4 separate regions of the Sus scrofa genome follow, and all the other regions are linked to region 1. The links are chromatin contacts, called in public Hi-C, HiChIP or PLAC-seq and promoter capture Hi-C maps. All regions are on one chromosome and are shown on one strand. The core of a region is the stretch at or near the end of the contact, and the rest is flanking DNA. Distances in the headings are between cores, read along the strand shown. Region 1 holds the start of KAT7 (lysine acetyltransferase 7). Region 2 holds the start of PPP1R9B (neurabin-2). Region 3 holds the start of PHB (prohibitin). Region 4 holds the start of PDK2 (pyruvate dehydrogenase kinase, isozyme 2).

Region 1 (5,916 bases), core at 1,295-3,794:
TCTTACTTATGTCATCTCCCTTTGAAGTTTCTCCACATGTACCCCAAAAGTGCTTTTAAAAAGGGGGGAGGGAGTGGTTTGCAAACGAAGACACATGGGTATGCAAAAACAGAAGGTTTTTTAAAATCACCTTTACAGTTAATATTATTTGTCAATTATCAGCCTCCAGAGACACAATTAACCATAAAGATAACTTTTATCAATTAAGCATTAAACACTTGTTTGAAAAAACAGAAGTTTTTCTCCCATTTTGCAGCATGCTCATACAGCAGTAACCAAATTGGCACAATTTAAGTGCTCAAAGTATGTTACATTTTCTCCCTCAACTTATTATCACCTATTGATCATCAGCTTTCTGTATTAAATTCCAACTTTCTTTCCTTCCCAGGGAATCCTAGAGCAAAGCCAGAAGGGTTGGGGTACCCTCCTATGCTAACACCATACCCTTTATTAAACCATAAAGAGGAGTTCCCACTGTGGTGCAGAGGAAACGAATCCGACTAGGAACCATGAGGTTGCAGGTTAAGGATCTGGCATTGCTGTGAGTTGTGGTGTAGCTCTCAGATGTGGCTCAGAACCTGCGTTGCTGTGGCTGTGGCGTAGGCCAGCAGGTGTAGCTCTGATTTGATGCCTAGCCTGGGAACCTCTGTATGCCACAGATGCACCCCTAAAAAAAAAAGCAAAAAAAATTTTAAACCATAAAGAGAGATGCATTTGCTTAAAAAAAACATACAAGAAGCAAAAACAAACAAAAAGCCCCCTTAGGATCAGATGTGTTTAGAATTCATAATTTTTTAGAAAGGAATAGTCTGCATACATCCTGCAAATAACACCCTTTCTGCAGCAAAATATATGTACAATCACACTAAATGAGACACAAAAACTGTAAATAGCCTCAGAACAGTTTAGAACAGGTTCTGCCAAGAAATAAGTTACTAAAAAACACACATTTTCAAGAACTCTTTGTACTTGGGGATTGCAAAAAGGAGACTGTGGGCCTATTCCAAGACACCAGTACTATTTGGTGAGCCTTAACATAAATACCACCTATCAATGTAGGTCATTTTGGAGACATTAAAAAATGTAAATATTTGAAAGCCTCTGTGAAGAGAAAGATTTCTGCAGAAATGAGCAAGACCACCACCCAGCGTTCCAAATATTTCAAGGATAATCTGCCAGGAAATGAGTGGAGGATCCACAGAGAATCACCAAAAATTAAGATGAAAGGGGAGTCTTAAAGGTCATCCAATCCAATTACCCAGCTATTTGAATCCCTAATCATCTCTGCCCATCCCTTCCTGGCATGACCCTGGAGCTCAGCTCTCCTCTACTGCTTTCACCAACTACTTCCCATCTTACTCCAGAGCAGATTAAATTGCTCCACTTCCCTCCCATTAATCTTTATTACTGCCAAGTAGAGAATTTACTAAACCCTTCTACAGTTATTTAAATGTCTGTTTTCCTCTCAGACTCTGATTCCTTAAGCCAGTGATCATGTCTAATTAATTTTCGAGTCCTCGGCAACCAGCACATAGCGAAGAGTCAATAAACGTTTGTTGAACTGAATTAGATTTGTCCTGTAGTCCAGGCTCTGTCATTGCCTAATTGAGTGGCTTGGGGCACTCCCTTAAGCCTCTGCTTAGCTGAGAAAAGGGATGGGGGTGTCCCTAGATGACATCGTCAAGTCCCATTTAATTCTAGGAAGTTTCCGATTTACGAACTTCATTTTCTAGGCGCTGTCCAACTAAGCACATAAGGGAAAACCGCAGCTTAGGTGCAACAGGCCTGGAAGGGATCCCTCGGGAGTGGGCGCTGCTTCTCTACCACCCAGTCCTCTGCTTTGTTGTGTCCTCCGCGGGGAAAGGAAGGATACTCCCCAAACCCCGCCTCTCCTCCTATGAGCATCACCATACGGATGGGAGGGGACTCGTGCCACCCAATCGCGGTCCCGCTAAACCGCGCCCCCACAGGACAGACTGCCAAGCCCCGCCAATCAAGAGAAGAGGGATCGTTCTCTACATCCAGTCGGAGAGCGGTAGAGCCGGGCCTAGACACCGCCCCCACACGCGGGGAGGTGACCGTTGGGCCCAAATGGGCGGTGTCGCCAGCCAATCAACATGCTTCTAGACGTTTCAGCGACCAATTGCCGAGAAGAACGCCTCCGAGCCAGGCAAGCAGAGGGCGGGAATAGGTGCAAGCATAGGCCGAGGCCACAGTCGGGCCCACATTTTTCTGTTGGGTATGGACAGAAGCGAGGGTTGCTGAGCTAGGTTCAGGGAAGCGGGAAGTTGGAACCCAACCACTGTGAGGCGTGGCCAACTGCGTCACTCTTCTCAATCGACTGCCCTTTAGAAACCCGCCATCCCTCCTGTCCCGTTCCTCTCACCTTCCTTCGCGGCATTGCCGGCGGCTGCGGCCCGACGGTTCCGATTCGGGCAGCGGCGGCAGCAGCAGTGGGAACGGTGGCTCCGGCGGGCTCCGTGGCGGCCTCTGTAGCAGTCCCAATCCTGCGGACGATCCCAAGTGCCTCCTGCTTCACAGCGTCTAGACCTTTCTGCGCAGGCGCCGCGGGCTGAGGCGCTTTTTCCTCCACTTCCGGCTGAGGCTTGCGTCACCTGACGTTAGGGCCAGAGAGGATTCTGGGAGGTTTCCCCCTCCGGTGAGGCTAGCGGGAGCCATTTTGGAATTGGGCAGAAAGTGGCAGCGACAGTGGAAACTGGGGCCCGCCATTTTTAGTTAGGGGAATGGCATCCTCTGTAGGCGTGGGTAGCCATTCCTGTTTGGGGCAGAAGCCTGACAGTTGAAGTTAACAGTTCTCATCTTTACAATGGGCAAAATTTCCCTTCCCTTTGGTTTTAATTTCTGAAGTCGAGGAAAGAAAGCCCCAGAATCCATCAGGTTGCTGAGGTTTAACCCCTTAGTCGCCGAATTGGCTAAAGGACGTTTCCCTTTATCACATAAACTCAAAATTGGGAAGGGCTATTTTGCACAAGAAACTATTTTAAGAGCCATTCGGTGTCTCACAGTGCTGGGAATGGGGGCTTGTGAAAGGACAGAAAGAAGGTAGCGTCCTTCATGAAGAAGTTTCTTGTCTGGTAGAGGAGACATTGTCCTTGCCTTTAGCGAACCGCAAGTATGTTGATCCGTTCACTCGCGAAAGGAGACACAACCATTCTCCAGAAACTGTTGCTCCAAAGAATTACCAGTTTAGCTCTGTGGTGAGCACACCCACTTCGTCCCCTCATCCTGTATGGGTTTGAGAGCCTTGGGTGGCCCTCGGGATGAGTGTGTGTGTGTGTGTGTGCGCGCGTGCGCGGTACCAGAGTTGGAAAAGCATTGAACCCCATTAGCCCAAGTGACCTCTCGAAATCCAGACGCTTGAGTCAGGAGTTGGAGGAAGAGGAAGGAATATTTTTAGTAAAGCTGGAGCTCAGAAAGGCATTGATGTTAGCTGCCTAGAAAGGAGAAGTTGGTGGAAGATGTAAGGTTGGCAGAAGAGCGGTAAGAAAAGGCTGAGAAGTGAACAGCAAGCGTTGAGGATTTAACCTCGCTGGGAGAAAAGCCTTGTGTGGAGTAAAGCTTTGCCCAGAGACTGGGAGGAAAAAAAAAAAAAAAAAATCCAAGAGTCATTAAGTTAGGATCCTGGAGCCCGTTTCACCTGAGGCTAGCTAAGATGGAGATTTCCCCCTGGAGCTGAACTAAAGAACAAAGCAGCAGAAGGTAAACATCTGATTGTTGTGCTAAGCAGAGGACTCAGAAGGATTAGAGTTCCAGACCCTTATTTAGCACTCTCCTTGGGTGTATCCTGGGCTGGTAATAACACAGGCAGCTGTTAGTATTTAGGTTTTAATGTTTACCATAAACACCTTTAAATGGCCTACTTAGGTTGAACTGCACAAAAGAACTTATTTAATTTCACACTATTACTGTTATTTTGCACCTACTCGGGTGTTCCCAAGGTTACTCTTGGGTGTTCTGGCTCCCCAACTACTGGTAAAGAGCACTTATGTTAAGACCATATCTCGGGAGTTCCCGTTGTGGCCCAGTGGTAACAAACCCGACTGGTATCCATGAGGATGTGGGTTCCATCCCTGGCCTCAGTGGGTTAAGTATCTGGCATGGCCATGAGTTGTGGTGTAGGTCCCAGATGTGGAACTTCCATGTTCAAACTTCCATATGCTGTGCGTGCGGCCCTAAAAATAAAGTAAAACGAAACAACAACAAAAAAAGCGTATCTCTCTTCTTTTATACCATCCTTAATGGCAGCCAGACTGTGCTCTACCCATAGTAAATTCTTGTTCCTCAATCAAAATATGTTTACTGTTTCACACTGTCAGAATGTCTAGCCCTCAAAGATGGTGAAGTATCCCTCCCTGGGAATTAGCATATGAGAATAAAATCTTATCCTGACTTAGCCATTCATCATACAAATACCAACATTACAAATGTTCCACATTAATCCCTCGCACTGCATTTTCAAACACTGCAGCTAACACCGAAAGAGTTTACAGTTTCATTGAGACATGCCTTGTCCTTGAAGAGCATACCCTCCAGCAGAAATTAGCTCGTGATGCACGAACTGCTGGTTTAAAGCCTTTGACCGGGCCCCTGACAATCCTCATCCGCCAGACTTTGCAAAAGTGGTCCTACTATTCTCCCTGTCTTTGCGCTCTCACACAGGCTTTTCTTCCTGCCTTGATGCATCTCCCGACCATCTTTAAAATTTGCTTTCTTCAGAAGGTCTCTCCTGATGTATTCTTTCTAAGGTAGTAGGGCACAGTGATATGTTAGTTTGTACTTACTGATTTATATATACTTTACAGTTTGGTAGGTGTTCTGTTTCACTCCTCCCGAAACAAGTAATAGGAACATAACTCCTATTTATTTTATTCATCAGCTGTTCTCGTGTCCAGTACTGGGCTCTGATGTCAGATCTGGATTTGAATTTCAGTCCTGCTACTTTGTCTGCTTTGCTCTTGGACAAGTTTTAAAAGGTATTGGTGCCTCAGATTTCTCAGCTGTGAGGTCAAGATACCAATAGCCATGTCACAGGGCTGTTATAAGGATTAAAGGAAATGATTGTTGTAAAGCGCTTAGCACAGTCCCTGACAGAATAAGCGCTCAATAAATAGCCATTATTACTGATCATTATAATTTCAGTCACCCTAGTCATGGCTGGACTATCCTAATGATTGTGAAAAATAACTTTCCATAGTCTTAGTGGTTGTTTGTTTTTGTCTATTGAGACTCGCTTCAGTGCAGGAGGCTCCGAATGTTACCGAGGCATTATGTATTATATATTATATATTGAGTTAAAGCATTAAAACACTGTGTTTCGGGAGTTTCAGTCGTAACTCAGTGGTTAGCGAATCTGACTAGGAACCATGAGGTTGCAGGTTCGATCCCTGGCCTCGCTCAGTGGGTTAAGGATCCAGCGTTGCCGTGAGCTGTGATGTAGGTGGCAGATGCAGCTCGGATCCTGAGTTGCTGGTGGCTCTGGCGTAGGCCTGTGGCTACAGCTCCGATTGGACCCCTAGCCTGGGAACCTCCATATGCCGCTGGAGCGGCCCAAGAAATGGCAAAAAGACAAAAACCAACCAAACAAACAAACAAAAAAAACCCAACATTGTGTTTCCCCAGGCCAGGAAGCTTGTCGTTCCAGAGCACGACAGAGTATTAATGGAACAGCAGAAAGATAAGCAAAGTTCAGAAGTGGTACAGAGAAGGACACTGAGGGTTTGGAAAAGGATTCATACAGAGATGAAGTAAGAGTGGAACTTCACAGGACGATTAAGTTTGCCAATGGACCTGGAGAACAGGGGCTTTCCAGGCCAAGGGAACAGCCTGTGCAAAAGCGCAGACCTGTGGAGCAGGACTGTGTGGGGGTGACTAAGGGCATGCAGGGGTTGCAGTGAT
Region 2 (5,916 bases), core at 958-3,457, 370 kb before region 1:
ACTGCCTCAGGCGGGCAGGGACGGGTGGTGGTGATAACACCCCATTCCCCACCCCTTTCACAGGCCAGCCGGCCTGGCGCCAGACCCCAGGGAAGGGACGAGTAATGGCAAAGCATTCTTTGCTCCATAAAAGCTCCTTTGGGAATGCCGGCTGGGGGTGTCGCTGAGCGAACCCGGGGAGCCCAGGAAAGAATGATCCCACTCATTCGCCTCAGTCGTCCAAGCTCTGGGCTGACTCCAACCTTCCTGCATCCCGAAGTCCTTAAAGGGCTTTCACTCTTGGAAGTTTCGACATGGCCGAGCTGAGAGCATCCCAATAATTTCAGCTCACGCCAAGCTGCGGCTGGAAATGTTGGGGGTTCTGGGGGTGGGGTTGGGTAGGGGGGTGTCCGCTGGGTCTGACAGTTGGTTCTCAGCTCCTCCTCCCATCCTTAGAAGCTGGCTTCCCCACCTGGCCAGAAGCGTGGGCACAGACCCCTTGGGCTGGGACCAGTTAGAATGACTCACCAAAGGGTGTGGGAGATTCTGGGCAGAACACCCCAAGGCTCGCGCCCTCCCCCAATCCACACAAGAGCTTCTGAGGACACTCTGCCCAAACTCCCAGCCCCTACCTAGGTGAGACTTCTGTCTCACCTAGCTTCCTTAGTGAGGTAGGGGTGGGGCTTCAAGCCCCAGACAGGCGTTGGGAACCCAAGTCCCAAAGCCCCTGCTGAGAACCCAAATCTTCCTTCTCCCTTAGCCTCAAGATTGCCAGCCTCTAGATCCAATCCTGTGGTTCCTGGCCCCTCCCCGTCCCAATATTCAAGGTTCCCAGGCGGCTTCCCACACCCCATCCCCCACGCTCTTTTGCACGTGCTGACCGGTTTCTATCCCACAAAACCCGCACATTGGGGGGGCTGAGTGGATTCCTTTTGACAGCCCTTCTAGGCAAAGGGCGGGGGAGGGGGAAGTGGGAAATTGGGAAGAAGAGGAAGAGGATGGAAGGGAAGAGGGCGGGGGAGGAGGCAGAGGCCCCGCAGGAAGGCCTGAGATGCAGGAAGCAGCTGGGAGTGGGGGGAGGCTTTGTGCCTGAGTTGTTCTCTGGGTCCTAGGGTCCACAGTGTTCATCAGGTTCTGGGATCCGGGCGGTGAAGCGGTACATCTGGATCTGTCATGGTCTAGGGAGTGGACCTTCCCTCCCAGGCCCTGGCAGCTGAGAAAGGGGAGAGGGCAACCCCAGGCCTCTGGCTGTGTGTGTGGCGGGTGGGGGACCCTGAAGACAAGCTGCCAGGGTGGGGGATGTGAAGGCCCCTGCCACCCTTCCCCCTCCCTCCCCGCACACACATGCACACAGTGTGTCTTCAGATCAGAGACACAGCTAGAGCTCTCTCTGGTGAAACTCTGGCCCCAGGCTCCAGAATTCCTCCTCCCAAACACTTTCTTCCTGTTTGAGAGGCATGAGTGCCCTCGTCGGGGGCATGAAGATGGGGGACTCCGCTCCTCCTCTCCAGCCTGGGCGCAGGGGAGGACACCATCTGCAGACTTCCAGAGGTCAAAGGCCAGCTTCCGGCTGCCACCTGGGTGCTGAGGGGGGTTTCTCCCCTCCCCGTCCTTCTCCACCATCTCCGCGGGGCCAAGGTGTCACACCTTAAAGGGTGCAAAAGCTTTCCTAGGGGAGATTGTTCAAATGCAGGTTCCGGGGCCAGCCTCGGAGACTCCGCCTCACAAAGCTTGGGGGAGAGAGGATCCAGAAATCGGAATTTTTGAAAATTTCAAAGTGGATCATAATAGGGAGCTCCAAGGACCTTGAAGGAAATGATCGTTTGCCCCTCCCCACCGTTCTCCCGTCACGTCTGGGGTAGAGAAGGGCTGCACCGGAGACCACGATGGTGGATCGCCTCCCCCCCAGTATTTAGTAGGGGTACAGTTACGTGGGTTGTGAAAAGCCACAGAGGTTGGGATGGAAGGCTTCAGGAGGACTAGCCAGCCTCTGGGGTCAGGGCACGGCTGCGGCGAGGGACGGGCAGGGGAGGGAATACATTAGGGTGGAGGGGAAGGGGAGGGCTCACAGGCTCCGGCCCCGGAAATCCGATCCCTTTAGGACCCAGAGGTGCCAGTCCCCCAGCGGCGGCGGCGAGAAGGGCAGCCGCTCGGTCTCGGGCAGCCGCTGCTCGGGCAGAGCCAGAGAAAGACCGAGGCTCGGGGCGCGGGGGGGAGGGAGGGAGGGTGGGTGGCACGGCGGCGGAGCGGCTCGGGCCGGCCGAGCAGCCATGGGCGCCCAGGTGCCGGGCTCCCCGAGAGCCAAGGCCCCCGGCCGGGGTGGGGGGCGCCCGGGCTACCAGCCCCGCTGACACCGCCTCGGACGATGTGAGCCGGCGCCTCCGCCGCTGCTTCGCGGGCAGGGCGCGCGGTCCCACCCGCCCCGGCCGCCGCTTTTCTAATTTGGGTGGGGGAGACCGTACCAGGCCGCTCGGCCTTTGGCAGAGGGGCTGGCTGCCTTTGGCAGCTTGATTAGGGGAGGCGACCCACACAGGGAGCTGGGAGATTTTTTTTTTTTTAGCCTTTTTTTTTTTTTTTTTTTTTTTTTTTTAAAGCGAGGTTACTGTTTTTGGCAGCTGCTTTTGGGGGAAGCCTACAAAAGGCCTTTTGGGGTTCCTTTATTCTGGGGGAGGGGGCGGTGGTCCCGACTTGGCCAGCCGCCTGTTGGAAGGGGGGAGCGGGAAGCGTGGGGATGCGAACCCGGCTCCCCCCACTATGATGAAGACGGAGCCGCGGGGGCCCGGGGGTCCCCTCCGGAGCGCCTCCCCGCACCGCAGCGCCTACGAGGCGGGCATCCAGGCTCTGAAGCCGCCCGACGCGCCCGGGCCCGACGAGGCACCCAAGGCGGCCCACCACAAGAAATATGGCTCCAACGTCCACCGCATCAAAAGTATGTTCCTGCAGATGGGCACCACGGCAGGCGCGCCGGGCGAGGCGGGCGGCGGCGCGGGCCCCACCGAGGCCCTGCGGGCGCCCGAGCGCGGCGTGCGCCTGTCGCTGCCGCGGGCCAGCAGCCTGAACGAGAACGTGGACCACAGCGCCCTGCTCAAGCTGGGCACCAGCGTGTCGGAGCGCGTGAGCCGCTTCGACTCCAAGCCCGCGCCCTCCGCGCAGCCTGCGCCGCCGCCGCACCCGCCGTCCCGGCTGCAGGAGACGCGGAAGCTGTTCGAACGGAGCGTCCCGGCGGCCACGGGCGGCGATAAGGAGGCCGCGGCGGGCGGCTGCTGAGGCAGGAGCGCGCGGGCCTGCAGGACCGGAAGCTGGACGTCGTGGTGCGCTTCAACGGCAGCACCGAGGCGCTGGACAAGCTCGACGCCGACGCCGTGTCACCGACCGTCAGCCAGCTCAGCGCTGTCTTCGAGAAGGCCGACTCGAGGACCGGCCTCCACCGCGGGCCCGGGTTGCCCAGGGCCCCGGGCGCTGGGGCTCCCCAGGTCAACTCGAAGCTGGTCAGCAAGCGATCCCGGGTGTTCCAGCCGCCCCCGCCGCCGCCCGCCCCGTCGGGGGATGCCCCGGCCGAGAAGGAGCGTGGCCCCGGGGGCCAGCAGCCCCCGCAACACCGAGTGGCCCCCGCCCGGCCGCCCCCCAAGCCTCGGGAGGTGCGCAAGATTAAGCCGGTGGAGGTGGAGGAGAGCGGGGAGTCGGAGGCCGAGGCAGCGCCCGCGGAGGTGATCCAAGCGGAGGTGACGGTCCACGCGGCCCTGGAGAATGGCAGCGCCTTGGCAACCAGTGCCAGTCCCGCGCCCGAGGAACAGAAGGCCCAGGCGGCCCCCGAGGAGGAGGCAGCGACCGTGGCGGCGCCTGAGAGAGGGGTGGGCAATGGTCGGGCCCCGGACGTGGCCCCGGAGGAGGCGGACGAGTCCAAGAAGGAGGACTTCTCGGAGGCGGACTTGGTGGATGTGAGCGCCTACAGTGGGCTGGGGGAGGACTCTGGGGGCAGTGCCCTGGAGGAGGACGATGAAGACGACGATGAGGAGGGGGAGCCCCCCTATGAGCCCGAGTCGGGCTGCGTGGAGATCCCGGGGCTCTCGGAGGAAGAGGACCCGGCCCCGAGCCGGAAGATTCATTTCAGCACGGCGCCCATCCAAGTAAGTGAGCCCCCCTCCCCGCCCCCGCGCCGCCCCTGCCACGTGCACGCTGTCGCCCCCACCTCGCCAGCCTGCCAGCCTGGTTTGGCAGGCTGAGTCAGCCCTGTCACCCAGCCCCCTTCCCAGAAGTAATTCCCCGAGGGGGGCGTGGGGGACTTCCAGCTGTGCGTCAGAGCAGGAGGATTTTTTGGCCTGAGGCTGGGTGGCCTGCCCCGACCTGCCCCTGCAGGTTCCTCTGCCTGCTGCCCTGCCCGGCGCTGGGGCAGGGGCACAGCGCCCTGCCCCTGCGCGGCTGCTCGGACACCTGCAGAGGCTGCTGGAGGCGGGGGCTTGGGTGACGGGAGGATGTGCCTGACCTCAGGAGCGCCTCCGCACTTTGGTCCTTAACTCTCCTCTGGGCAGGAGGAGCCAGGGGAGCTTAGAAACACCCCCCTGCTTTCTCCCTGCGCTGGAGCTGCACAGGGGAGGGAGGAGCCGGGAACTTCCCAAAAGGAAGGGGCAGGGGCCGGAAGCCCTTCCTGCAGACTCTTCTGTAGCCCTCACCCCAACTTTGCAGAAGTGAAAGGAGGAAGCAAGTCTTTGAGGGTGAGCTGGGCTGGGGACATGTGACTGGGGGCCCTGTTCCCTGGGGTCTGTGCGGGGCCCACACCGGAGCTGGGGGTGCAGGGTTCCACAGGGGGCAGGCACCTTCCGCAGTTTTTGAGGAGGCTCGGAAAGGGGGGTGGGGCTGAGAAACCTTCAGGTGCCTGGCAGCTGCCCTCCTGCTTTTGCCCTTGGCCTTGACAGCCTCCAAGCACTCTTGCCTCATCCTCCTGGTGCCCTGAAAGAGGGATGGGAGCAGCCCTTTCGGGAAGAGGGGGGGGTGTCTCATCTGCCCCCCCAACACACACACACACACACACACACACACACACAATTGGTGATTGGTTTGTGGGTTTGTGCCAGTGCCCTGAGATCCTCAGGACAATGCTGATGGGGCTGGGGACATCCCCTGGGAGAACCAAGAACCCTAGCCTCCCACCCCACTTTCTACTACCCTCCCTTCTTGGCTGGCACATGCGGCCTCAAGGCGCTTGCCCACCACCCAGGCTCAGCTGTGCTTCAAGAGGATGTCCAGGCCAAGGCAAGTCTAGCCTTTACCCCTCCCGAGCCGAAGCCCCATCTGTTTGATCCAAGTTTCCATAACTACTCCCAGACCTGAAGCTGCCCAAGTTTCCTCTCACCTGCCCCCCGTGTCTTAGCCTCTCTTCCTCTCCCATCTTTCAAAAGTGCTACTCCCTTCCCAAGCCAGCCCCTGCCCCCAGACTGTGACCTTGCAAGCCCTGTCTCCACCCCCACCCCCCCACCCCCCCGCCTCTCCCCTCCTGAAGGTCCTGGGATCCCGGAGAGAGCGAATCGAAGCTTATGGGGTGTTTTCTTGGGACACTGAGGCCCGTGGAAGGGACCACCCTATCCCCCACCACCGCCAGCAGTTCTTTGAGCTGCCCGGTCCCCTCGGAGGTGGAGTTTGGTCTTTCAGTGTCGAGCCTCTGCCTGTCTATATTTGACACCTTACCCTGATTCTTGGGTAAAAAATAGCGCATGATTTAGAGCAGCGCTCCCTGACTCCCTGGTGACTGCTGCTCGCCTGAGTGTGGGAGCCTGTGGTGTGTGGGGCCGCCTTTGTGTGTCTGCCTTTTGACCTTGCTGGGGGAGTTCCTCCTCTCTGTCCCCACCCCGGCATTGACATTAAGTCCAGGGTCTTGTGTTCCTCGGGTGACCCAATTGCTCCTTTTACGGAGGCTGCTCTTGAAGACGGAGCTCCAGTCCC
Region 3 (5,916 bases), core at 1,382-3,881, 360 kb after region 1:
GGTAAATGCTCTGGGTAGCAATAAACTGGATCCACTCCTAAAGCACCAAGGCTGCTCTTGCCCTAATTTTTGCACAATTGTATCAGTCCCAGATACCTTCCTCTGTATCCTTATCCTTTATCCGCCCCACCTCTCCACCTACAACCAGCTCAGGTCCCCACAATGCCCTCTTGTCATGTGAGCTTTCTTGCTGCCTTTGCTTCCCAGGACACGAGGTGGAGAAGTGGGAAAAAATACAGGGCTGAAACCTAGATGTGTGTTCTGCTCTAGTCTGGTTCTAACTAGGGGTGAGGGACCACAAGCAGGCCCACTTAACCTCTGAACGTCACCTTCCTTATCTGTAGAGGGATAATGGGTGGTAATGATACTTGAGTGGAATGGTGTAGGTACAAAGACTGGAAAATTATAGAACATATAAAAATTAGTTTCTTTTCCTATTTTCAGCATTCCTGCTAGTGAGATTAGAACTGAAGCAGGTGGAGTTCCTGTCATGGTGCAGTGGAAACGAATCCGACTAGGAACCATGAGGTTGCGGGTTTGATCCCTGGCCTCACTCAGTGGGTTAAGGATCCGGCGTTGCCGTGACCTGTGGTGAAGGTCACAGATGTGGCTCAGATCCCCTATCTTGGGAACCTCCATATGCTGTGGGTGCAGCCCTAAAAAGCAAAAAAAAAAAAAAAAAAACAGTCGAAGCAGACAATGCAAAGGCTATTTTTGCAGGATTCTAGAGCATCCTGCCTTGTGTTTCTTGGCCACAGCCCGCCTACCCAGCCACTTCAACATCCTTCATTATTCATTCATTCAGCAAATACTTATTGAGTGTCCACTGTGTGCCAAGCACTGTTGTATGTTCTGGGAATAGAACAATGGAGAGAGCAGACTAAACATTCAGCTCTCATAGAGCTTGCATTCTGGTAGGCAGTGGAAAAGACTGTGGGCGGGTAAGGCAAACTCATACCACCTGAAGAGTTCTGCCATCCATAGCTCTGATCATTCATGCCAAGCGGGGGCAAAGAAGGGGGACAGAGAGGGTAGGAATGCAAGGAAAAGACGTTGAAAGAATTCAGTCCTACTAGAATCCAGAAATGGGCCTGGTTTCATTACAATTATGTGTCCATATACCAGTTGGGTAGTAGCCCAGCTAAGAAGGCAAAACCTGAATCTAATGATGAGGAAACATCAGACAAATGCAAAATGAGAAACATTCTTTTTTTTCCCCTCCCTGTTTTAATGTAATAAAAAGCAAGGAAAGTTGAAGACAAATTAAAGATGACTAAAGAGACATGAAAAATAAACACAAGACCTAATCTTGGACTGCATCCTGTACGGAGCAGGGGCGTGTGTGTGTGTGTGTGTAGACTGCTACGAAGTTCACTATTGGATCACTGGGGGGAAAGTGGAATGCAGAGAGTAGATGGAACTTATTAAAGATATATAAGAGGATATCCTTACTCTTAGAAAATACAAAGAGAGAGAAGCGAGGGAGGGAGAGGAGGCAACAACTTATAAGATGTGAAAATTAATAAAGAGAAAGCTCATTTTACATTGAGCCAGGAAGGCCAGAATAGGGAACTCTCACACCCTACCAACAGCTAGAGACCCAAGAGGAAGAGCTACCATTGCATCCCCAACAGGAAGAAGGGTACCACTTTTCTATCCAGGAGGAGGAAGGAAATTTTTCTCCTCGTCCAGCAACAGCCCAGCCAATAAGAGACCGTCACAATTCAGCCAATAAAAAGCCACTACACTTCAAATTGTTTCCTCTAACTCTTTGTTTATAACAGCCCCTCCCAGCTCCCCCTTCTCCAACATAAAAAAAGGTCTTTTTTGCTCTGCACACTTGCCTGCAGGGTGCCAAAGTTTGCATGTCCAGAATTGCAATTCAGTGATGTTCCCAAATAAACCCAATTTACTGGTAAAATAACTGGCTGTTTTGTTGTTTTAGAGCGACAAAGCAAATGGAGCAAATTGTCAGCAAAAGATGAACCTTCAGTAAGGTTTTCACGTGTTCTTTGTACGATGCATGCAACCACTCCAAAGAGACTTTAAAAAAAAAAAAAAAAGTACCCATGGGACCCTAACTTTAAGCCCAACCCCTTTGCTAAATTGGTGCAAGACCCTGAATGAATCCCTTTCTATCTGGGCCTCATTTTCTAGTCCAGATGGTTTCTAACGTTCCCTGGCTATCCATGTCCCACAACTCAAAACACTTCTTTCTTTGGAAAGAAAAGAAGACAGCCCCTTCACCTCTCAGCCTACCGGTTACTTCACAACTTTCTCCAAAGTGATCAACCTTTCCTCTGCCCATCCTCGCCACCTACCAGCAGTCTCAGCCACTCTTTCCTAGAGCCTTAGGGCCCATCTTCGGGGGCTCTAGGATCGCTTCAGAACAGGCACGTGCATTTCTCTCCCAAGAAACTACAGCCCCCAAAAGGCTTTGCGGCAACCCTGGGCATTTAGTACCACCAAAGAGAAAAAGCTTTCAGCTCGGGCCGGCCGCTGCATGGCTTTTTGGGAATTGTAGTTCCCGTGCGAAGAGCCCGGGAACCAGGGTACCGCCGCAAGCCACGCTTCCCAGAACGCACAGCGCCAGTCCCTGCCAATCAAAGACGCGGATCTTGGAAGGAGAGCTGGGGGGAAGAGGAGGAGCTGCGCGGCGCATGCGCGGTATGTGTGGCTGGGGAATTCATGTGGAGGTCAGAGTGGAAGCAGGTGAGAATGGAGCAGGGTGGTTGCGGCCCCCGACGGGTTGTCTCCGTGGTCCCTCTGAGCTCCCATGCCTTGAAGTTTGGGCCGGTGGGACGAGTGCGTGGGTCCACCTGGTGTCGGAAGGGAACGGGGGTGAGCCTGGGAGGAGGTTGCGTTAGAGTAAGGAGGTGTGTATGGGGGCAGGGTGAGGAATAATCCAGAAGCTGTTAGAAATGGAAAGGCTGAGGGGTCAGGACCGGGAATTCAGGTCTGGTAGAGAAATATTTAAATGCACGGGGAGAGGTCAGGGTAGTCTCAGAAGTTGTGATCTGGGGAGGAGGGAGGGGAGGCCGAAGTGGATGACCACTATGGGGCGGAGCAAGACAAAGTTAAGTGCTTGAGTGGATTCGAGTGAGATCGGCGTTGCTCCCGCCCACCCCGCCCCTCTCCCTCTCGCTTTGCAGCCGTTTAGGGCCTTTCTGGCCCAGTTGGTTCTTGTGGTGTGTTGGCCCCAGAATGTCATCCAGCCTGTGCTTCCGTAACAACAGGTCGTTCTCAATCCCGGATGATAAGCAGCAGCAGGGTCAGGAGTTTAGCTCTGCCTTCTAGAACGAGACCTCCAGGTTCTAATCCTGGTTGCATCACTGCTAGCTGTGTGATCTTAGGCTCCTCCTGTGACCTCTGTGTGCCTCAGTTTCCTCCTTTGTAGTAATCCTCATAGAGGTTGATGTGAGGAAGACTGCCTAGTGTCATTCTTTTGCTGTTGTAATCACATTCTTTTCTGAGCCCAAATTCCAAGGAATTAACCACACAGACTCTCCTGGGGCCTGCCTCTCCAGGAAAGGGGAGGGTGGTCTGGTGTGGTGCTAAGTATCAAGTATCAATCCCATAATCCCATGCCCTCTTCCTTTTTTTTTTTTCCTTTAGGGCACTGCACCCAAGGCCTGTGGAGGTTCCCAGGCTAGGGGTCGAATTGGAGCTGCAGCTGCCGGCCTATAGCACAGCCACAGCAACGAGGGATCGGAGCCACATCTGCAACCTGCACCACAGCTTGTGGCAACACCAGGTCCTTAATGCACTGAGCGAGGCCAGGGATCGAACCCACATCTTCATGTATACTAGTCAGGTTCATTAACCACTGAGCCACGACAGGAACTCCTGCATTTTGAACCACCTGCCCCAGGCCCCCTTTTTTCCTTTTGTTTCTTTTTGTTTCCTGTTTGGCTGCCCCACAACATATAGAGTTCCCAGGCCAAGGATCATACCCAAATCGCAGTTGCAGCAACACCAGATCCTTTAGCCCACTGTGCTGGGCCAGGGATTGAACCTTGGTCCTGGCACCGCAGGGATGCCACTGACCCGTTGTGCTGGAACATCCCCAGGCCCCTTTTCTTAAGTGGTAGAAAAAAAGCAGCAGAAAAAAGAAAAGCAAAGGGATTGATAATACCCTTTGAAAGCTGCAGAGTGTTATTTATGAAATGTCCTTCAGTGGATGATTCAAAGCTCTCAAGAATGGGGAAATAATGGAGTTCCCGTTGTGGCTCAGTGGTAACAAACCCGCCTACTAACCATAAGGACAAGGGTTCGATCCCTGGCCTCGATCAGTGGTTAAGGATCTGGTGTTGCGGAAAGCTGCCTTGTAGGTCAAAGATGAGGCTCAGATCTGGTATGCCTGTGACACAGGCTGGCTACTACAGCTCCAATTTGACTCCTAGCCTGGGAGCTTACATGCGCCACACGTGTGGCCCTAAAATGACCAAAAACAAAAAAACAAAAAAAGAATGGAGAAATAAACAGCCAGCTTCAGAAGTACCCGTGATGTCTCAGAGAGGGCTTTCTCTCGGGATTTTGGGATCTAGTCTTTTGTTTATTTTATTTTCACCCCTAGGTGTGAGTGGGTCCAGCAGAAGGAGACATGGCTGCCAAGGTGTTTGAGTCCATCGGCAAGTTTGGCCTGGCCTTAGCCGTTGCAGGAGGCGTGGTGAACTCTGCCTTGTATAATGGTGAGACACTGAAGGGTGGTGGGCCACTGCCCTTTGCCAGAAGATGTCTGTTGGTCTGCCTGGCCCATGTGACACTCCTGTGGGCAGCCGCTGTCCGTGAATGTGTTTGTGACCAAAGACTGACCTGCCACCATCCTAACACCGTATAGTTGCATTGTCATCAGAGCCTCTGTCCCTGTAGCTGTAAGGTTCTCTCGGAGCCTAGATTCACAGAGAGCCTCCCAGCCCAGTTTGGTGTTTCCGGTTGCTCTTGTTCTTTACAGTGATGCTGCAGCAGAGTGTCAGGGTTTCTCTGGCCAGCTGAAATGGAGATCTCGTTTGTTCCCTTCTGCCTGTGTGGGGGATAACTCAAGGGCTTTAGACCTTTGGTGACCTTGTCCTTGTCCTGAACAGGAGCTTTTGCTCTGCTGTGGTTGGGTCATTCCAGAGAAAATAGCGTTGAGATGCATTGCCCAGCTTTCAGCAGTGTGGCAGGGCTTTAAGCTGGTTTTTCATCCACTTTCTTGTGTGACCCTAGGCAAGTCACTTTTCCCTCCCCAGGCCTCAGCTTTCTCATGGTCGGGCAACAGTGTTGAACTAGTGTATGTGTAAGACCGCGTCCAGCTCTGATGTTCTTGAACTTTCACTGTTGGAAAGCAGCAGTGGACTGACCCAACTCACGGAGGATTACTTTCAGGGTAAAGACAATCGAACCAGGGAGTCCCCTTTGTGGCCCAGTGGTTAACGAACCCAACTAGAATCCATGAGGATGTGGGTTCAATCCCTGGCCTCACTCAGTGGGTTAAGGATCCGTCATTGCCATGAGCTGTGGTATAGGTGGCAGATGCGGCTCAGATCCTCCATTGCTGTGGCCGTAGTGTAGGCTGGCAGCTACAGCTCCAATTAGGCCCCTAGCCTGGGAACCTCCATATGCCACGGGTATGGCCCTAAAAAGCAAAAAAAAAAAAAAAAAAGATAATTGAACTGACCACAAAGTGCAAAAAGGCAGATATACTCTGATCTTTTTGGCCAGCCCTGCATGGCTAGACATCATCACCATCACTCATTTCTCTCTCAGTCAGCAAGACAGCTCTGTAGCCCCTTAAAACCGTAGAGAAACCAAGCTATTGGAAGTAAAGAGTGGGGCCTTCTGAGTTGTAGGGTTGCCGGAGTGAGGGTGCTGTTTCTGCGCACACTGGGTGAGGCTGGAACCGGAGGGAATGTGGTAACAGTGAAGACCTTGGTG
Region 4 (5,916 bases), core at 964-3,463, 300 kb before region 1:
CGAGGGTGTGCTCAGCACCCGGTCGGGAAGCAGGTTGATCTCTTTCATGATGTTGGCCAGGCGCACTGGCAGCTCCTGCCTGAGGAAGGTGAACGAGGTTTTCTCACAGGCATTGCTGGATCCTGGTGGGAGAGGGAAGGGTGAGCCCCATAGAGTCATGAACCATGCACAGGAGCCAGGGGGTTTCTTGGGGGTCAGATCTCTAAAGCCTTCATTTCCTGAGGGTTCAGAAGAAGCCAAGGCACAGGACAAGGAGCCCCTCCTGACCTCTGCAGTGACCGCCACACCACCCAGCCTCATCCTTAGGGAGGCTGCATGCTCTCTCCACCTGCAGCTGAACCCAACCCCGGGGGACAGGGCCATCTGGGCTCACTGTGACCTCCATCCCAGCTTCTTCTCTTTCTTTCCCTCCCAGCAGACACACAACCCACTTTGAGGGGGGTGGATCCAAGTGGGCAGAGGAGCCTGGAAAATCTATCCCTACCTTGAGATGAGCACCCTCCCGCCCCTGGCTAAGGGGAGCTATGCTGGGACCACAGCAGCTGCAGGGTCCTGGTGTCACCTCTTTATGCCCATTGTAGGGCTGCCCCTACATTAATGCCCACCCACCTGTGAGGTGGACAAGGTTGAGAACCAGGGCCCAATACTTTGGTCTGGCTTCAAGATGAAGAGGTGGTGGAGGACTGGATGGGGCCATGGCCTAGAGTCAGGAGACCTGGGTTCTAAGTCCAGCTTCTGCTTCCAACTCTGTCACCCAAGGCACGTCACCATGCTTCTGAAGGTCTGCTTCCCCTGCTGTACCCCATCCTTCTGAAGGTCTGCTTCCCCCGCTGTACCCCGAGGGAACCAGACTCTACCCTGAGCCCTTCCCAGCTGTGACAGTTCTGTAACTGGGGTCCAGGCCGGGCTGGGCAGCTGCAGGGGGTTGAGAGGGGGCTCTGGAGGCTTTCCTACACGGGAGGAGCTCAGGCAGACAGGTCTTGGGGAACAGGTGCCCCGTGTCCTGACTGCCACCTTCCCCCGCCTGCCATCAGTGACGCAGCTGTAACCTGAGCCAGGCACTGTCTCTCCTCAACTCTTGAGAGAAGGGGCACCCCCCCTTCTAATCCCCAGCTGGCACCATGGAAACACGGTGGGAACAGACAGGGACCACACAATGCCTGTTTCAGTCACCACGTTGGCACAGCCTTGCTCTGGCTCCAGAGCCACCCCCAGAATGGTGGTGGTGGTGGGGGGTGTTAGGCCACCCTGGCACAAGAACCCAGGGGCAGCCAAGGGTGGGTACAAGGCACCCGACTGCACCTCACAGCGCCCCAGACCCCTGCCCAGCTGGAGACAGATGGCCAGGCCACAGCAGATTTGATCTTCAAGTGTCCTTGCCCACTGGGACAGCTGGAGGGCAGCTCCTTCAGTGGGCGGAGGTGTACTGGTCAGGGTGTCCCTCCTGTTGACTCATCTGAGAGAGCCCCTGCCCCCAACTGACCCCTCCACGTCTGCCCTGCACAGGTCTCCTTCCAGATGGCTGTGCCTCCCAGCCCTGCCTCCTTACAGCCACCAGCATCCCGGCCCATTTCTTCTCTGACCCTCACTCTTAGAATCGCCAGAACAACCCCAGGAACCCTTTCGTGCCTTCCAGCCCTAACATCACCGCCTCACTGCCCCTTCCTCACCAAGACCCCTCACAAAGCCCGAGAAGATACCTCCGATCCCTCCTCAGCGCCCCCACTTCCCACTGCCTAGTCTCTCCAGCCGGGGTGCCCTAACCCTTTTAAGGCCGGCTGCCTCCGGCCTCTCCGTTAACCCTCTCCTGCCTGGACCCCTGCAAGCCAACCCTTCCCGTCACTCGGTCTCTCTCAACCTCCGTGTTAACCCTTCACGGCCAGGACGCCTTCCTCCCCCCCAGCCCCCCCTCCCCCGCAGGTCCCGGTGGCCAGCCGCCTCCCGCCCCCTCGTACCGAAGTCCAGAAACTGCTTCATGGACAACGGGGACGGGGAGAACTTGCTGAAGTGCTCGATGTACTTGGGCGCCCCTGCCAGGGACGCATTCTTCAGTAGCGCGCGGACCCAGCGCATGGCAGCGGCGGCCGCGCCTCGGGCTCGGGCTCGGGCTCGGGCTCCGCACCCCGCGCGGGCAGCGTTGGCGCTCGGCTTGGCCCACTCGGGTCCCGCGCCGCCCAGGCCGCCTCCTCCCCACCACCGCCCTGGCGGGGCTCCGAGTCCGGCCAATCGGCTCGTCGCGGCGCCCCGACGTCGCCAATGGCCGCTCACAAACAACTTCCGGAGAGCCAATTGCCTCTCGCCCCGGCACGTGGCTGCCCCCTGGGCCCGCCCCCTTAACTCCGTGTTTGCCCGGAGCGGCCTGTTGTTTTCGGGAGGCCGGGCGGAGAGCCCGCCTCCCGGGTGTCACCCCGCCCTTCCTCCTCCCCGCCCATAGGGGTTAACCCCTCCCTTCCCAGAGGCTCGTTATTCCCATACCTATTCTACTCCTTCCTTTCCCCGCTCCCTCCTCAGACTCCTTCACGTCTCGTCTCTGAGATTGTTCCGGTAGCTGTCAGCGCACCCCATTTCCTCCCAAAGTGTCCCGATTCACCTATCTTGATTCCCATCTGCTCTCCCTTAGGGGGTCTAGTGGGTTCCCAATTCAGATGACAGTGACTCAGATTGAATGTTTGCTAACTTCGGGATCTGGATGCGAGCCCACGTCAGTCCCTCGTATCACAAAGATCCAAGCAGCTCATGAAAAGGCGGCATGTTGCTTTTCCAGTTAAAAAAGTCAGTCAACCTCCTAATTAACACCTGGAGGCGGCAGAGGCAACCCTTACCATCAGTGCTACAATGAAGTTTTCAAAAAACTTTTTTTTTTTTTTTTTGTCTTTTTAGGGCCGCACTAGCGGCACATGGAGATTCCCAGGCTAGGGGTCAAATCGGAGCTGTAGCTGCCGGCCTACGCCAGAGCCACAGCAACTCGGGATCCGAGCCGCGTCTGCGACCTACACCACAGCTCATGGCAACGCCGGACCCTTAACCCACTGAACGAGGCCAGGGATCGAACCTGCATCCTCATGGATGCTAGTAAGATTCGTTTCCGCTGAGCCACGAGGGAAACTCCCAAAACACTTTTATTTTTTTATTCTCTTCTCTTTGGACCTAAGAAAGCAACCTTTTTCGCTCTGAGCGTTCTTAGAGAAAGGTCCTGGGAGATGATTGGTGCTGGAGGCGGAGAGCCCGCCCTTCCTCAGCCAACCGGCTCTCTCGTGGGAACCCAGCGCGCGCCCTCTTGTGGTCGAGAGCGGTAAGTCCCTCGCTTCTCCCCCCACCCCCTTGAGGTGTTTTTCGCTGTTCAGTCGTGGGCTCACATTCACCAATGGCATAATAAATTTTAGGCTTTGTGCTGGGACAGGGAAAGAGACAAGATTGGGACACTGCCTTTTCCTTCGATCGTTTCATTTCTCAGTCTGGGAGAGAGCTGCATAAATAAATAAATAGTTATAACAGAATATGATTATAGCCTATGCAGAGCTATGAGCAAGGCCTCACAATGAAGGGGACTCTCTTAGCTGAATGAATAATAACCTATGTGCCAAGCACTGTTTGCATTCATTATCTCATTTACTTCTCAGGACAGCTCTATTGTGCTATTATTATCTCTATTTTGTAGATGAGGAAACAGGTTCAGAGGTCATTCTCAACTGCAGCTCTGACCGTGTTACTTCTCTTGCTCATAGCCTGTTGCTGGCTCGCCACTTCTTCCTGCAGCCTTTCCAGTTCTCACATGGTCTGCTTTGGCTTAACTCTCCAGCCTCATCTCTCCACATTTCCCCTGCTCAACTCCCAGCCACACTGATCCACTGCCTTGAACCAGTCTCCAATCTCCGTGCTGTTGCAAATGCTGTCTCTTATGTATGGATCATTCTTTCTTCTTCTTCTTCTTCTTCTTCTTCTTTTTTTTTTTTTTTTTTTTTTTTTTTTTTTTTTTTTTTGCCATTTCTTGGGCCGCTCTGGTGGCATATGGAGGTTCCCAGGCTAGGGGTCGAATCGGAGCTGTAGACACCAGCCTATGCCAGAGCCACAGCAATCCAGGATCCGAGCCGCGTCTGCAACCTACACCACAGCTCATGGCAACGCCGGATCCTTAACCCACTGAGCAAGGGCACGGACCAAACCCACAACCTCATGGTTCCTAGTCGGATTCGTTAACTCCTGAGCCACGATGGGAACTCCTGGATCATTCTTTCTTCTCACTTTCACTTACTCAGTCTTCAGGTCCCTGACCTGCCCGGCTGGGTTATGGGCTCCCTCCAAAGTTTCCTTAGATCTCCCGATCTAACACCCATTTTAACTCCTTTACACGAAGTGTCATCATCTGTTCCTCTGTCTCCCCAAGAGACTTTAAGCTTCTGGAGGGCAGGGCTATCTCGGTCTGATTCACGGCTCTGTCTCCAACACCAGGCGCTGCATCCAGCACACTGAAGAGAAAAGGTGAAAAAAGAAGTTGGGGTCCCCGGGGAAGACATGCCACAGCGGTATCAGAGAGGACCGCCAAACCAGCAGTTAGACCATGGATGATGTTGGTGAATGCGGTCTTCAAGGTGCCTGGAAGAGTATATGAAATATTATATGTAAAAAAAGTGGATCCCTGTGCCTGGTGCACTGTAAATATCAATAAACGGCAGCTATGGCTATTACTGTGAAATTTGGGAGTTCCTGTTGTGGCTCAGTGGGTTAAGAACCTGATATAGAGGATGCAAGTTCAATCCCTGGCCTTGCTCAGTGGGTTAAGGATCTGGCTTTGCCCTGAGCTATGGCATAGGTCGCAGATACGGCTCCGATCCTGCCGTTGCTGTGGCTGTGACAGGCCAGCAGCAGCTGCTGCTTGGAGTCGACCCCCAGCCTGGGAACTTCCATGTGCTACAGGTGCGACCATTAAAAAAACCCCGAAAAACAAAAACCACCACCACATCAAAAACTATTATTGGAGTTCCTGTTGTGGTGCAGTGGAAACGAATCCAACTAGTATCCATGAGGATGTGGGTTCGATCCCTGGCCCCGCTCAGTGGGTGATGGGTCCAGCGTGGCCAGGGTGTAGGTCACAGATGTGGCTCAGATCCCGTGTTGCTGTGGCTGTGGTGTAGGCCGGCAGCTACAGCTCTAATTCGACCCTTAGCCTGGGAACATCCACATGCCTTGGGTGTGGCTCCAAAAAGAAAAAAAAAAAACCCAGAAAACAAAAAGACAATTAACTGTCAACCTTCAAGTAAAAGGAAACCCTGAGGCTGGGTGTAAGAGACAGATATGAGATTTCCCACGGTCCTCCCCTTAGAGCTAGGCTTCCATAACGGGGGTTCTGTGCTTGGATCAAACTCCTCCTGCAGAGATTGCTTCAGGGCGGGTAACAGCAGGGCTGGAGGTATCAAGCTAGGTTAGGTGATGGGAAGTTAACAACCCCACCCCCCCACATTCCCAAATTTCCCGCTACATGTACAACATGGCTTGGTGGGGTGGGGGGAGCCCTCGGGGACTGAGTCTGACAGCCGATTTTTCTCAACACAGGCTTCCACAGCAGTTTAGAGAAGCAGAATTGAGGGTCTCAGCCCAGAACAGAGTCCCTTCCCTCCCGCTGACAACTCATTGGCCAGAATGAGTTACGTGGCACCATCCAACCAGGTGGGGCCCAGGAAGCGCAATCCAGCCCGGTGCCCAGGAGAGACAGAGGACCTTATAGGCTCTCTCTCCTTCTCCCTCTATTTTTTTTTTTTTTTCTTTTTTAGAGCCGCACCTAGGACATATGGAAGTTCCCAGGCTAGGGGTCGAATCAGAGCCATAGCCATCCTATGTCATGGCCACAGCAATGTGGGATCTGAGCCGCATCTGTGACCTACACCACAGCTGACTGCAACGCCGGAACCTTAACCCACT

Evidence for each region. Promoter capture Hi-C pulls out the DNA fragments that hold promoters and counts their contacts. Hi-C and Micro-C count contacts between places; a contact is called where the count stands out from the background. HiChIP or PLAC-seq counts read pairs in DNA pulled down with a chosen protein or histone mark.
Region 2: an H3K27ac HiChIP or PLAC-seq map of alveolar macrophages shows a contact between it and region 1. The contact joins the promoter of PPP1R9B here to the promoter of KAT7 in region 1. A contact is called at or near these places in 1 of 47 Hi-C or Micro-C datasets (heart right ventricle) and 1 of 2 datasets of contacts at active chromatin or transcription factors (alveolar macrophages).
Region 3: a contact with region 1 is called in a Hi-C map of liver, with 9 times the contacts expected there. The contact joins the promoter of PHB here to the promoter of KAT7 in region 1. A contact is called at or near these places in 1 of 5 promoter capture datasets (liver), 5 of 47 Hi-C or Micro-C datasets (epiblast stem cells, heart right ventricle, liver and 1 more) and 1 of 2 datasets of contacts at active chromatin or transcription factors (alveolar macrophages).
Region 4: a promoter capture Hi-C map of liver shows a contact between it and region 1, with 2.9 times the contacts expected there. The contact joins the promoter of PDK2 here to the promoter of KAT7 in region 1. A contact is called at or near these places in 1 of 5 promoter capture datasets (liver) and 1 of 47 Hi-C or Micro-C datasets (liver).

What each region holds. Positions count from the first base shown.
Region 1 is chr12:25,967,604-25,973,519 of Sscrofa11.1, reverse strand. KAT7 (lysine acetyltransferase 7) reads right to left here and starts at 2,544. Exons shown (of 15, transcript NM_001195359.1): 1 at 2,387-2,544. The coding sequence starts at 2,401.
Region 2 is chr12:26,333,380-26,339,295 of Sscrofa11.1, reverse strand. It overlaps PPP1R9B (neurabin-2), which reads left to right and starts at 2,207. Exons shown (of 11, transcript XM_003131593.5): 1 at 2,207-3,232; 2 at 3,235-4,106. The coding sequence starts at 2,734.
Region 3 is chr12:25,606,408-25,612,323 of Sscrofa11.1, reverse strand. It overlaps PHB (prohibitin), which reads left to right and starts at 2,631. Exons shown (of 7, transcript XM_003131560.6): 1 at 2,631-2,712; 2 at 4,577-4,691. The coding sequence starts at 4,604. It overlaps LOC106505435 (a long non-coding RNA gene), which reads right to left and starts at 2,400. Exons shown (of 3, transcript XR_002337165.1): 1 at 2,322-2,400.
Region 4 is chr12:26,270,859-26,276,774 of Sscrofa11.1, reverse strand. It overlaps PDK2 (pyruvate dehydrogenase kinase, isozyme 2), which reads right to left and starts at 2,213. Exons shown (of 11, transcript XM_021067148.1): 1 at 1,956-2,213; 2 at 1-122. The coding sequence starts at 2,073.